Linked DNA regions of Macaca mulatta: regions 1 and 3 are each linked to region 2. A link is a contact called in public Hi-C data. All regions are on one chromosome and are shown on one strand. Each heading gives the region's core, a stretch centred on a gene start, on an enhancer-like site or on the middle of the called end of the contact. The rest is flanking DNA. Distances are from core to core; before and after follow the strand shown.

The links. A called contact is a pair of places that touch in the nucleus more often than the background predicts.
Region 1: a contact with region 2 is called in a Hi-C map of blood, with 2.0 times the contacts expected there. The contact joins the promoter of TCAP here to the promoter of MIEN1 in region 2. A contact is called at or near these places in 2 of 14 Hi-C or Micro-C datasets (CD4 T cells and blood).
Region 3: a contact with region 2 is called in a Hi-C map of fetal cortical plate, with 2.3 times the contacts expected there. The contact joins the promoter of STARD3 here to the promoter of MIEN1 in region 2. A contact is called at or near these places in 2 of 14 Hi-C or Micro-C datasets (blood and fetal cortical plate).

Annotation. Positions count from the first base shown.
Region 1 is chr16:64,014,018-64,017,116 of T2T-MMU8v2.0, forward strand. It overlaps TCAP (titin-cap), which reads left to right and starts at 1,335. Exons shown (of 2, transcript NM_001266832.1): 1 at 1,335-1,465; 2 at 1,712-2,543. The coding sequence starts at 1,356. The coding sequence ends at 2,105. The region is part of intron 1 of PNMT (phenylethanolamine N-methyltransferase); the gene reads left to right.
Region 2 is chr16:64,083,368-64,086,766 of T2T-MMU8v2.0, forward strand. It overlaps MIEN1 (migration and invasion enhancer 1), which reads right to left and starts at 1,744. Exons shown (of 4, transcript NM_001266804.1): 1 at 1,616-1,744; 2 at 1,405-1,502; 3 at 911-987; 4 at 561-824. The coding sequence starts at 1,704. The coding sequence ends at 741. LOC144335663 (a long non-coding RNA gene) reads left to right here and starts at 2,163. Exons shown (of 3, transcript XR_013406711.1): 1 at 2,163-3,126.
Region 3 is chr16:63,985,222-63,988,465 of T2T-MMU8v2.0, forward strand. STARD3 (StAR related lipid transfer domain containing 3) reads left to right here and starts at 1,493. Exons shown (of 13, transcript XM_077971486.1): 1 at 1,493-1,580. It overlaps PPP1R1B (protein phosphatase 1 regulatory inhibitor subunit 1B), which reads left to right. Exons shown (of 7, transcript NM_001266974.1): 6 at 1-75; 7 at 165-970. The coding sequence ends at 214.

The DNA.
Region 1 (3,099 bases), core at 85-2,584, 70 kb before region 2:
CTTGCCCCCTTGCCTGCCTGCACGCAGGCTTCCAGCAGAGCCAGCTTCTTCAAAGCCAGGTGGATCCTGTCTTGGTCCTGCCTAGGTGTGTGACCCTGGGCGAATCTACCTCTCTCAGCTTCTGCTTCCTACTTTATGAAAATGTGACTGATGTCACAGGGTTGTTACGAGATTAAAAGATACGAAGAACCGGGCACAGTGCTCAGTAATCAGTAGTCTGCAATTCTGCACCCAGGTGGGTGCCCATGGGCCTTACCTGCTCCTGGGTACTCTGCTGTCCCCACGGGGTCCTGAGCTCAGCCCCTGTCACTGCCTCTCCTGCTGCCCTTTGCTTTGTCCACTCGGCAATGTTCTCACTCATCCCCCCACGCCTACCACCTGTGTGCCAGCTTCTTGGACCATGAGTTGCCACTCCTGGGGTGCTGGACTGTCCCCACAGCCATCTGTCTCCCCTGCTCCCCATGAAGGAGAGCCAGTCCCCTCCCAGGTAGCACATCAGAGCTGGCAGGCTCCAGAGGTCTTCTGGTCCTCTTGTAGTGGCCAGAAAGTGGGGAAAGGGGCCCAGAGAGGGGCAGGAACTGACACATGGTCACACAGGCTATTTATGGCTGATCTGGAGCTGGAGCCAGGCCTTCTGTCATCCATCAGAGCCCCTGGATTTCCATTTCACCCAACACAGGGTGTTGGGGTAGAACTGGAGGCCCCCTCCACCCCTACTGTCCTGTCTCCTAAGACCACTTATCTGACCACCAGCTGTGGGGAAGGAAAACACTTGACCAAAGCTTATGCCCCAGGTTCCCAGGTATGGAATTGACTTCCTCTGCCCCTGCTGGTGTGGTGAGGGTGACTGGGGACGAGGCACTAGGCCTTCGGTGCAGGCGCCTGAGGACGTGGTTGCACTGTCCCTTCTGGGGATGTGCCCTTGAGCCCAGGCAGAGGAGAGCACAGCCAGGGCAGGACCTGGCAGCCCTGGTACAGAGCCCAGAGGGGGCATCAGTTCCTGCTGGTCCTGTTCTGTTTACAGACAAGCTGCTGTCCTCCCTGCAAAGGGGAGTGGGTGGGGCAGAGGGCAAGTGCCAGGGGGGCACGAGGCTGGGCATGTGGCTGGCCTGAGACGGTGTCTGAGTAATGTCAGGCACCTGGAGGCATAGGGCCCTGAACCCCAGACCTCTGACCAGGGAGCAGCCAGCGTCCAGGTACCCTAACCCCTGCCCTGGGTCCGGCGTCCCCCCATTAGTGAGTCTTGGCTCTGCTTATAGCATCTGACACCAGAGGGGCCGAAAATAGCCCCTGGAGAAGGGGGAGGAGGGGGCTATTTAAAGGGCCTGGGAGGGGAGAGGGAGTGAGGAGTGATCATGGCTACCTCAGAGCTGAGCTGCGAGGTGTCCGAGGAGAACTGTGAGCGCCGGGAGGCCTTCTGGGCAGAATGGAAGGATCTGACACTGTCCACACGGCCTGAGGAGGGGTGAGTGTGGGTCTGCCAGAGTCCTGCCTCTGCTCCTCCAAAGCACCCTCACTGAGCCCTGAGGCCAGAGCATGAAGCCCTGGAGAAATTTCTGGGGGTGGGGGAAGGAAGAATGCCCCATGGGAAGAGCAAAGGGGAACCACCCCTCCCGCTCCCAGGTCCCAGCAGCCCTGGGGAGCCCCCCACCCAGCCTGTTCCCGGAGAGCAACAGCTCCCAAGAACTCACTGCCCCTCCCCTCTCCCTAGCTGCTCCCTGCATGAGGAGGACACCCAGAGACATGAGACCTACCACCAGCAGGGGCAGTGCCAGGCGCTGGTGCAGCGCTCGCCCTGGCTGGTGATGCGGATGGGCATCCTCGGCCGTGGGCTGCAGGAGTACCAGCTGCCCTACCAGCGGGTACTGCCACTGCCCATCTTCACCCCTGCCAAGATGGGCGCCACCAAGGAGGAGCGCGAGGACACCCCCATCCAGCTGCAGGAGCTGCTGGCGCTGGAGACAGCCCTGGGTGGCCAGTGTGTGGACCGCCAGGAGGTGGCTGAGATCACCAAGCAGCTGCCCCCTGTGGTGCCTGTCAGCAAGCCCGGTGCCCTTCGTCGCTCCCTGTCCCGCTCCATGTCCCAGGAAGCACAGAGAGGCTGAGAGGGACTGTGACTTGGGCTCCGCTGTGCCCGCCCTGGGCTGGGCCCTTCCTGGCTAGGACTGTGGAGGGGAGCTGCTGGCCATGGCTGCTTTGTAGTTTGCCCAGAGTTGGGGGTTAGGGGAGGAGGGAGCCAGAGGCCAGGATGCCTGAGCCCCCTGAGTTCCCAAAGGGAGGGTGGCAGAGACGGTGGGCACTAAGGGTGGAGAGTTGGGGGCCAGCACAGCTGAGGACCCTCAGCCCCAGGAGAAGGGACAAAAGATACTGGTGAGGGCAAGAGGTGCCTGGGAGGAGTGGCCCTGATCCAGGAAAATGTGAGGGGAATCTGGAATGCTCTAGGCAGAAGAAGCTGGGAGAGAGGGGGAGGTGAAGAGGGCAGAGGCAAGGATGGTGGGGCCCCCAGCACCTTCTGTTAGTGCCGCAATAAATGCTCAATCATGTGCCAGAGTTGCGTCTCTTTCCTTGTGGTTGTCGGGGCTGGCCCATGGGTGTCCCCCCAGTGCCCACTTCTGGGACCAGGCTCTGCATCTGAGCTAAATATGGCAGAGCTAATGAGTACGCCCCATACTTGGGGTGGGGAGGCCAGGACAGAACTATAAACAGAGTGCTGTCTCCAGTCTCCTTCCCGTACCCTGACCCATGTCCAGTCCTGGCTTCTGTGTTCAGCCCCCTGGCACTGGGTGGTACCCAGCAAGCCAGCTGGCATCCAGAGTTTGTTTCAACGATGTCTCGTGGAGAATATAGAGGGGCTGGTGCCAGGACTGTCCTTGGCTTTGCCTCAGGGTGTGAAGAGGGTCAGTGACCTCAAAGCTAACCTGCCTCTCAGTTCTGAATCCAAGCAGAATCAATCCTCGGCTGTGTCTCGACCCACCCTCCCTGCCCTGGAAGCCAGGGAAGGTTGGAGGTGCTAGGGGTCAGGTTCCTCTCTGTGACCCCTGCAGCTGTTGTGGTGACTCATGTCCCAACCTGGCTGCCTCTCCCAAGGAGACTTTCCCC
Region 2 (3,399 bases), core at 494-2,993:
CCTGACATCCAGTTCTCTAGCTTCAGGGTTGGGGGGGATCGGGAAGCTGGATTCGGATCTGAGAGCCCTTTAACAACCAGATCATTCTTTCTTAGAACGAATTCCTAAGGCCACTCACCAGAATGGGGTTATTTCCTCCTTGTGAGTCAGGAGAGTGGCGGTTGAGTGGGCGAAAGACGAGGCAGGGTCTACTGTGGGACTCATTTTCCTTGCCTTGGCTATGCCAGAGGAGCTCACTGACCTAAGGAGTAGCTGTCCAGAAAGCCCACCCAAGCCAGCACAGCCACCCTGGCGGTACAAAGGCTGGGCCGGCCGGACTTCTGTGCCCCCCGCATTCCCAGATTGGACATATAAAAACACACACTAGTTAGCATTAGTGTTTGTAGTGCCACTTTACTGCCAATGGCTGACATTGCCCTGGGTTGGGGAAAATAAATAAAATCTACTGTGGCATCAGACAGGTATTACCGAGGTGAAGAGTGGACCAGGCTTTTGTGGGCACTTATCCTGGGAAGGGGGTATAAGGTGGCTGAGGAAGTGTCCGTGGAGAGTGTCTCTCTCCTGCCCCCAAGGCCATGGAATCTTATTCCTTCCTCGTACCCAAAAGGGCAAAGTGGAGGCCAGGGTCTCTTTGCTAAGGAGCTAAGTAAGGGAAAGAGGCAGGGGGAGCTCCCAGCAGGACCAAAGGGAGACCAAGGCTTGGACCCCAGAACAGAGCAGGAACCCAGAATCCTGTGCAGTCACAGGATGATGCAGGGAGGACGGCTGTTGGTGATCTTTTCTAGGGGTTCTCCTTTACTGGCTCTTCGGATGGCCTCAATGAGCTAGAGGACAGAGATGTGGAATGACAGGATGATGCACTGTTGGGGTAGGATGACCCAGAGGTCCTCCCAACACTGCAAATACTCACATCTTTCTCATAGGGAAAGCCCCCATTCTCCAGCTTGGAGAACACCAGCTGTCCATTTATCTCTATCTCAAAGGCACCTGGTAAGAAATCAACAGATAAATAAATGGTACACTGAGAACATAGGCAGAAATCAGGAGTTCCTTCAAAGGGGTCCCCCACCACTCCCACTGGAGACCCATTTGTAGCTCCTTAAGCCATTCCCCAACCCTGGGTCAACTCCAGGGAACCTGAGGGAGGCCCCGCCTGTGTGCCCCTGGCAACAATGAAAGACTCCCTCCCCTCCAACCCTACACGATTGCAGTCTAATAGGTTTTTCCCCCGCAGGCCTCTGTGAACCCCCTGACATATGGAAGGGAACTCATGTTGGCTGGACATTTTACCATGTGTCAGGCACTGCAGGCACTTTACATAAAGCAGCCAATGTCAGAACTAGAAAGCGGGAGAGCTGGGATTTAGAGTACAGACTGACTCAGCAGGTGTTCCATGAGCCTCACCTGTGCCCCCCAAGCGCGACTCGATCTCGATGCCCGGATACTGCTCCTTCACAGCACTGGCCAGCTCCAGGTAGGTCGCCTCGAAGCCGCAGGGTTCACTGGGGAGAAGAAATGGGGCTGGGCTGGGGACTCGGGGGTGGGGCCTCCCGTGGACCCACCTCCGTCCGGCCCACGGGACCAGGGTAGGGGTCCTCCAGCCGGGACCGCTCACCAGTACTCCACCATGATGCGGACCCCACTCCCCGGCTCCACCTCCTCGGGAGGGGGCGCTACGGACGTCTGCCCCGGCTCCCCGCTCATAGCTGCCTGCTCCGCTCGGGCCCCTGCTTCCGGGTGTGACGCGCTCAGCGGGCACGTGACGGGGCGGGGCCTCTGGAGCGTGGCGGGGCCGAGCGTGGCGTTGGGGCGGGGCCGAGCGTGGCGTCCGGGCGCCCCCTGTAGGCCTCCGCCATTGCTACGTTTTGACCTCGTACGGCAGCTCCGGAGCTCGCGCCCCGGGCAGAGTCTGGGAGAACCGGTACAGACCCTCCTTCCCCGGCCCGGTCTCCCGGAATGCCGGGCTTCCCCACTCCCGATGTCCGCCGGACTTCACGGCTTCATTTACTCTAATGGACTATCTTAGACTGCAGAGCGCTTTTCAGTTTACAAAAGAAAGAGAAAGCGGTGGGGCAACCATCCTGGAGATGGGAGTGGGTGTGGCTGATGTATGAAATAGTTGACATTTTCTCGCTCACATGCTGATGGCATTTGTTGTTTTTTTTCACTCTTGTTGCCCAGGCTGGAGTGCAATGGCGCGATCTCGGCTCACTGCAACCTCCGCCTCCGGGGTTCAAACGATTCTTCTGCCTCAGCCTCCCAAGTAGTTGGGACTACAGGCGCGTGCCACCGCACCCGGCTAATTTTGTGTTCTTAGTAGAGACAGGGTTTCACCATGTTAGTCAGGCTGGTCTCGAACTCTTGACCTCAGGTGATCCACCCTCCTCGGCCTGCTAAAGTGCTGGAATTACAGACATGAGTCACCGCGCCCGGCCCAGTTTTTTGTTCGTTTGTTTGTTTTAGGAGAGACAGGGTTTCACCATGTTGGCCAGGCTGGTCTCGAACTCCTGACCTCAAATGATCTGCCCGCCTTGGCCTCCCAAAGTGCTGGGATTACAGGCGTGAGGCACCACGCCCTGCGCTGATGCCATTTGGAACCGCCCTATAGTTACATACCCAAGTGTTTCTGATCCCAAAGCTCTAAACTGCTTTTTCCAGTCTTTTGTAACTGCCTCTTGCCTGCACTGGAGAACCGTAGACACTCTTCAGGCTGTGTGCCCCCAACAGTTCCTGCACATCCCCTTCTTATCCAGCCTCTCACTGGGGGACTGGTGTCATTATTCCCATTTTGCAACTCTGGAAATGGAGGCTGCTCAGGTCCTTGCTGCCTTTTCCCTGCCTGCAGTAGCGCTATGGTATCCTAGCACGCCACCCACTCTAGTGTCCCTTTAGGCTATTTTTCTTTTTCTTTTTCTTTTTTTTTTTTTTTTGAGAGGGAGTCCTGCTCTGTCACCCAAACTTGAGTGCAATGGTGCCATCTCGGCTCACTGCAACCTCTGCCTCCTGGGTTCAAGCGATTCTCCTGCCTCAGCCTCCCTAGTAGCTGAGATTACAGGTGCTAGCCACCACACCCAGCTAAGTTTTGTATTTTTTTTTTTTGAATCGGAGTCTTTCTCTGTTGCCCAGGTTGGAGTGCAATGGCGCGATCTCAGCTCACTGCAACCTCTACCTCCCGGCCTAAGTGAGTCTCCTGTCTCAGCCTCCTGAGCAGCTGGGATTACAGGCGCCAGCCACCCCGCTGGCTAATTTTTCTATTTTTAGTGGAGATGGGGTTTCACCATGTTGACCAGGCTGGTCTCGAACTCCTGACCTTGTGATCTGTCCACCTCGGCCTCTGAAAGTGCTGGGATTACCGCTGCACCTGGGCTTTTATATATATATATAAACAGTCAGGGCATG
Region 3 (3,244 bases), core at 243-2,742, 98 kb before region 2:
AGCGCCCACCCCCTCTGGATGAGCCCGAGAGAGATGGAAGCTCTGAGGACCAAGTGGAAGACCCAGCACTAAGTGGTAAGGCTTGGGAGTGTGGAATGAGGAGGCGGGGCTGGGATCTTGGTGGATGGGGCCAGGCCCTGAGTGCCTCTCTGCTTGCCTTTCAGAGCCTGGGGAGGAACCTCAGCGCCCTTCCCCCTCTGAGCCTGGCACATAAGCACCCAGCCTGCATCTCCCAGGAGGAAGTGGAGGGGACATCGCTGCTCCCCAGAAACCCACTCTATCCTCACCCTGTTTTGTGCCCTTCCCCTCGCCTGCTAGGGCTGCGGCTTCTGACTTCTAGAAGACTAAGGCTGGTCTGTGTTTGCTTGTTTGCCCACCTTTGGCTGATGCCCAGAGAACCTGGGCACTTGCTGCCTGATGCCTACCCCTGCCAGTCATTCCTCCACTCACCCAGTGGGAGGTGGGATGTGAGACAGCGCGCACTGGAAAATCCAGAAAACCGGGAACAGGGATTTGCCCTTCACAATTCTCCCCAGATCCTCTCCCCTGGACACAGGAGACCCACAGGGCAGGACCCTAAGATCTGGGGAAGGGAGGTCCTGAGAACCTTGAGGTACCCTTAGATCCTTTTCCATCCACTCTCCTATGGAGGATTCCAAGTCACCATTTCTCTCACCGGCTTCTACCAGGGTCCAGGACTAAGGCGTTTTTCTCCACAGCCTCAACATTTTGGGAGTCTTCCCTTAATCACCTTGCTCCTCTTGGGTGCCTGGAAGATGGACTGGCAGAGACTTCTTTGTTGCGTTTTGTGCTTTGATGCCAGGAATGCCGCCTAGTATATATCCCCAGTGGGGCACATGGTAGGGGGCGCCAGGTTTTCCTTGTCCCCCAGTTGCTCTGCCCCCTTCCCCTTTTTCCCTGACTCCAGGCCTGAACCCCTCCCGTGCTGTAATAAATCTTTGTAAATAACTGTGCTGAGACTCCTCTTTCAGGGGAAGCGGGAGGAAAAGGGAGGTAATGGGGCATCCTGATAGGGAAGGCCAGTGGTCAACCAAAGGTTAGGGTTTTGACCCTACTGTCCAATCCTCTATTCTAGGAGTCTTTCTGGCAGACAGCAGGCTCGGGGCACTCAGAGGAAGAACCACAGAAGTTCTAGCTCCTGCTTGGGATAGCTGAAGGAGGCAGGTGGGGTGGGTGGGGTGGGGAAGTCCTTCTCGAGTAACTGGATTCCTCCAAAGATTCCCCCATCCCCACAGGGCTCCCCTCGGGAAATTCCCCTTTTTCCCTCACAGCCAGGCCTGTGTGGCCTAATAACTACGGCCCCGGTGTTCTTTCCACTCCCCTACCCTTAAGTTAGACTTCGGCCTTCGCGCCCGCTTCTGCGCAGGGCCAGGGCTGGAGGCGGGGCGAAGGGGCGGAACCGCAGGCGGACGCACGTACCGCTTCGCTCTCAGGGGCAGACTCAGCGGCGGAAGTGGCGCCGCTGAAAGATCTTCTTCCGCTCTGAGGCGCTACTGAGGCTGCGGAGCCGGACTGCGACTGGGGCGGGAAGAGCCGGGGCCGTGGCTGATATGGAGCAGGTGGGTCCCAGAGCGGTCGGTGGGAGCGGGTGGCGTGAAAGGGCCGTCTCCCGTTGGTCGAACCCGCTTCCCCATCCGCTGTCTATGCTGGTTTCCATCCGACCCTTCCCACACCCGCTGCGTCTCAGGTTCCGCCCCCTTCCTCTGCCTGGCCTCGCTTCGCTCCGCCCCGCGCGGGTCGGGGTCTCCAGCACTGACTCTTGGCGACCCCCCTATCCTGGGGAGCCCGAGGAGGGCGTTCGGGATCTCCTTCCAAAACCTCCGTCTTAACTGAGGAGAGAGGCGAGGGGAAGGTGTCTGGGTGTTACGAGCAGGGGCAGGTATGGGGAGGGGTCGGAATCTGGGATGAGAGGAAAACATCTACGCATTCCGGTAGGTCTGCGTCTCAGTGTCCTCCCTTATCTCCCCAACTTCCTTTGGAAACGGCTGTGAATAACTTCCTAATTGATATTAAAAGGGCCCTTTAAAGTCTTGAGTTCTTAGAGGTGCATAGTACCATTGACACTCATTCCTAATGACACGTTCCCCCACCCCACCCCTGTTTTGGCTTAGTCAGTGTCTCCTGGTTTTCTTCCTACCGCTCTGACAGTCGGTCAGAAGTCCCGCTTCACGTTTTCCTCTGTCACCCAACTCCTCGCTCTGTACACTGAATCTCAGTGGTCTCATTTACCCCGACGGCTTCAGCTTTACGCCAACTAAATACCCAGATCCACATCTTCAGCGCAGCCCTTCCCTGGAGCTCCACGCTTGATTATCCAGCGGCCATTGGGACAGCTCTGCTTCACGTGGAGCTCACCGGATCCAAACTTGAACTGGTCTTTTCCGTGCAGATTAATTCTTCCTCTACCCTAACCCAGGCAGAAATCTGGTAATTACCTTACACTTTCTCCTCTCTTTCAAGTCCCACATCTTAAAAGTGACCTAGTACTGCCAACTTCGTGAACATCCTTCACACTGGGCCCACTCCATCTCTTCTGTTACCACGCTGTTGATGTGTTGTCAATTCCCAACAGTCCAGCCCTGGCAGCTTGCAACCCAGTCTCCAAACTGTAAGTCTTGTGATCCTTTTAGAACACAAGTCTGATGGTGCCAATTCCTTGCTGATAACCTTTTTCTGGCTTTCTGTTGCCTATGTGCTGAACGCCTAGCACAATTTACACGGCTCTCTGTGATCTGACCTAGCAGTCTCCTATGTGCACCCTAAGGTCCAATAATATGGCACTGCGGCATGTGCCATGCCTACCCTTGCTGTTCATATCTTCGTCACTTTGCACACACCAGCCCCCGCCGCTTGAAAACCTCCTTCTCAGGCCGGGCGCGGTGGCTCAAGCCTGTAATCCCAGCACTTTGGGAGGCCGAGGCGGGTGGATCACGAGGTCAGGAGATCGAGACTATCCTGGCTAACATGGTGAAACCCCGTCTCTACTAAAAATACAAAAAACTAGCCGGGCGTGGTGGCTGGCGCCTGTAGTCTCAGCTACTTGGGAGGCTGAGGCGGGAGAATGGCGTGAACCCGGGAGGCGGAGCTTGCAGTGAGCCGAGATCACACCACTGCACTCCAGCCTGGGAGACACAGCGAGACTCCGTCTCAAAAAAAAAAAAGAAAACCTCCTTCTCTTGTCTGCTGAGCTACCTTCTACAGGTTTTTCAGCGCAGGCAGCACT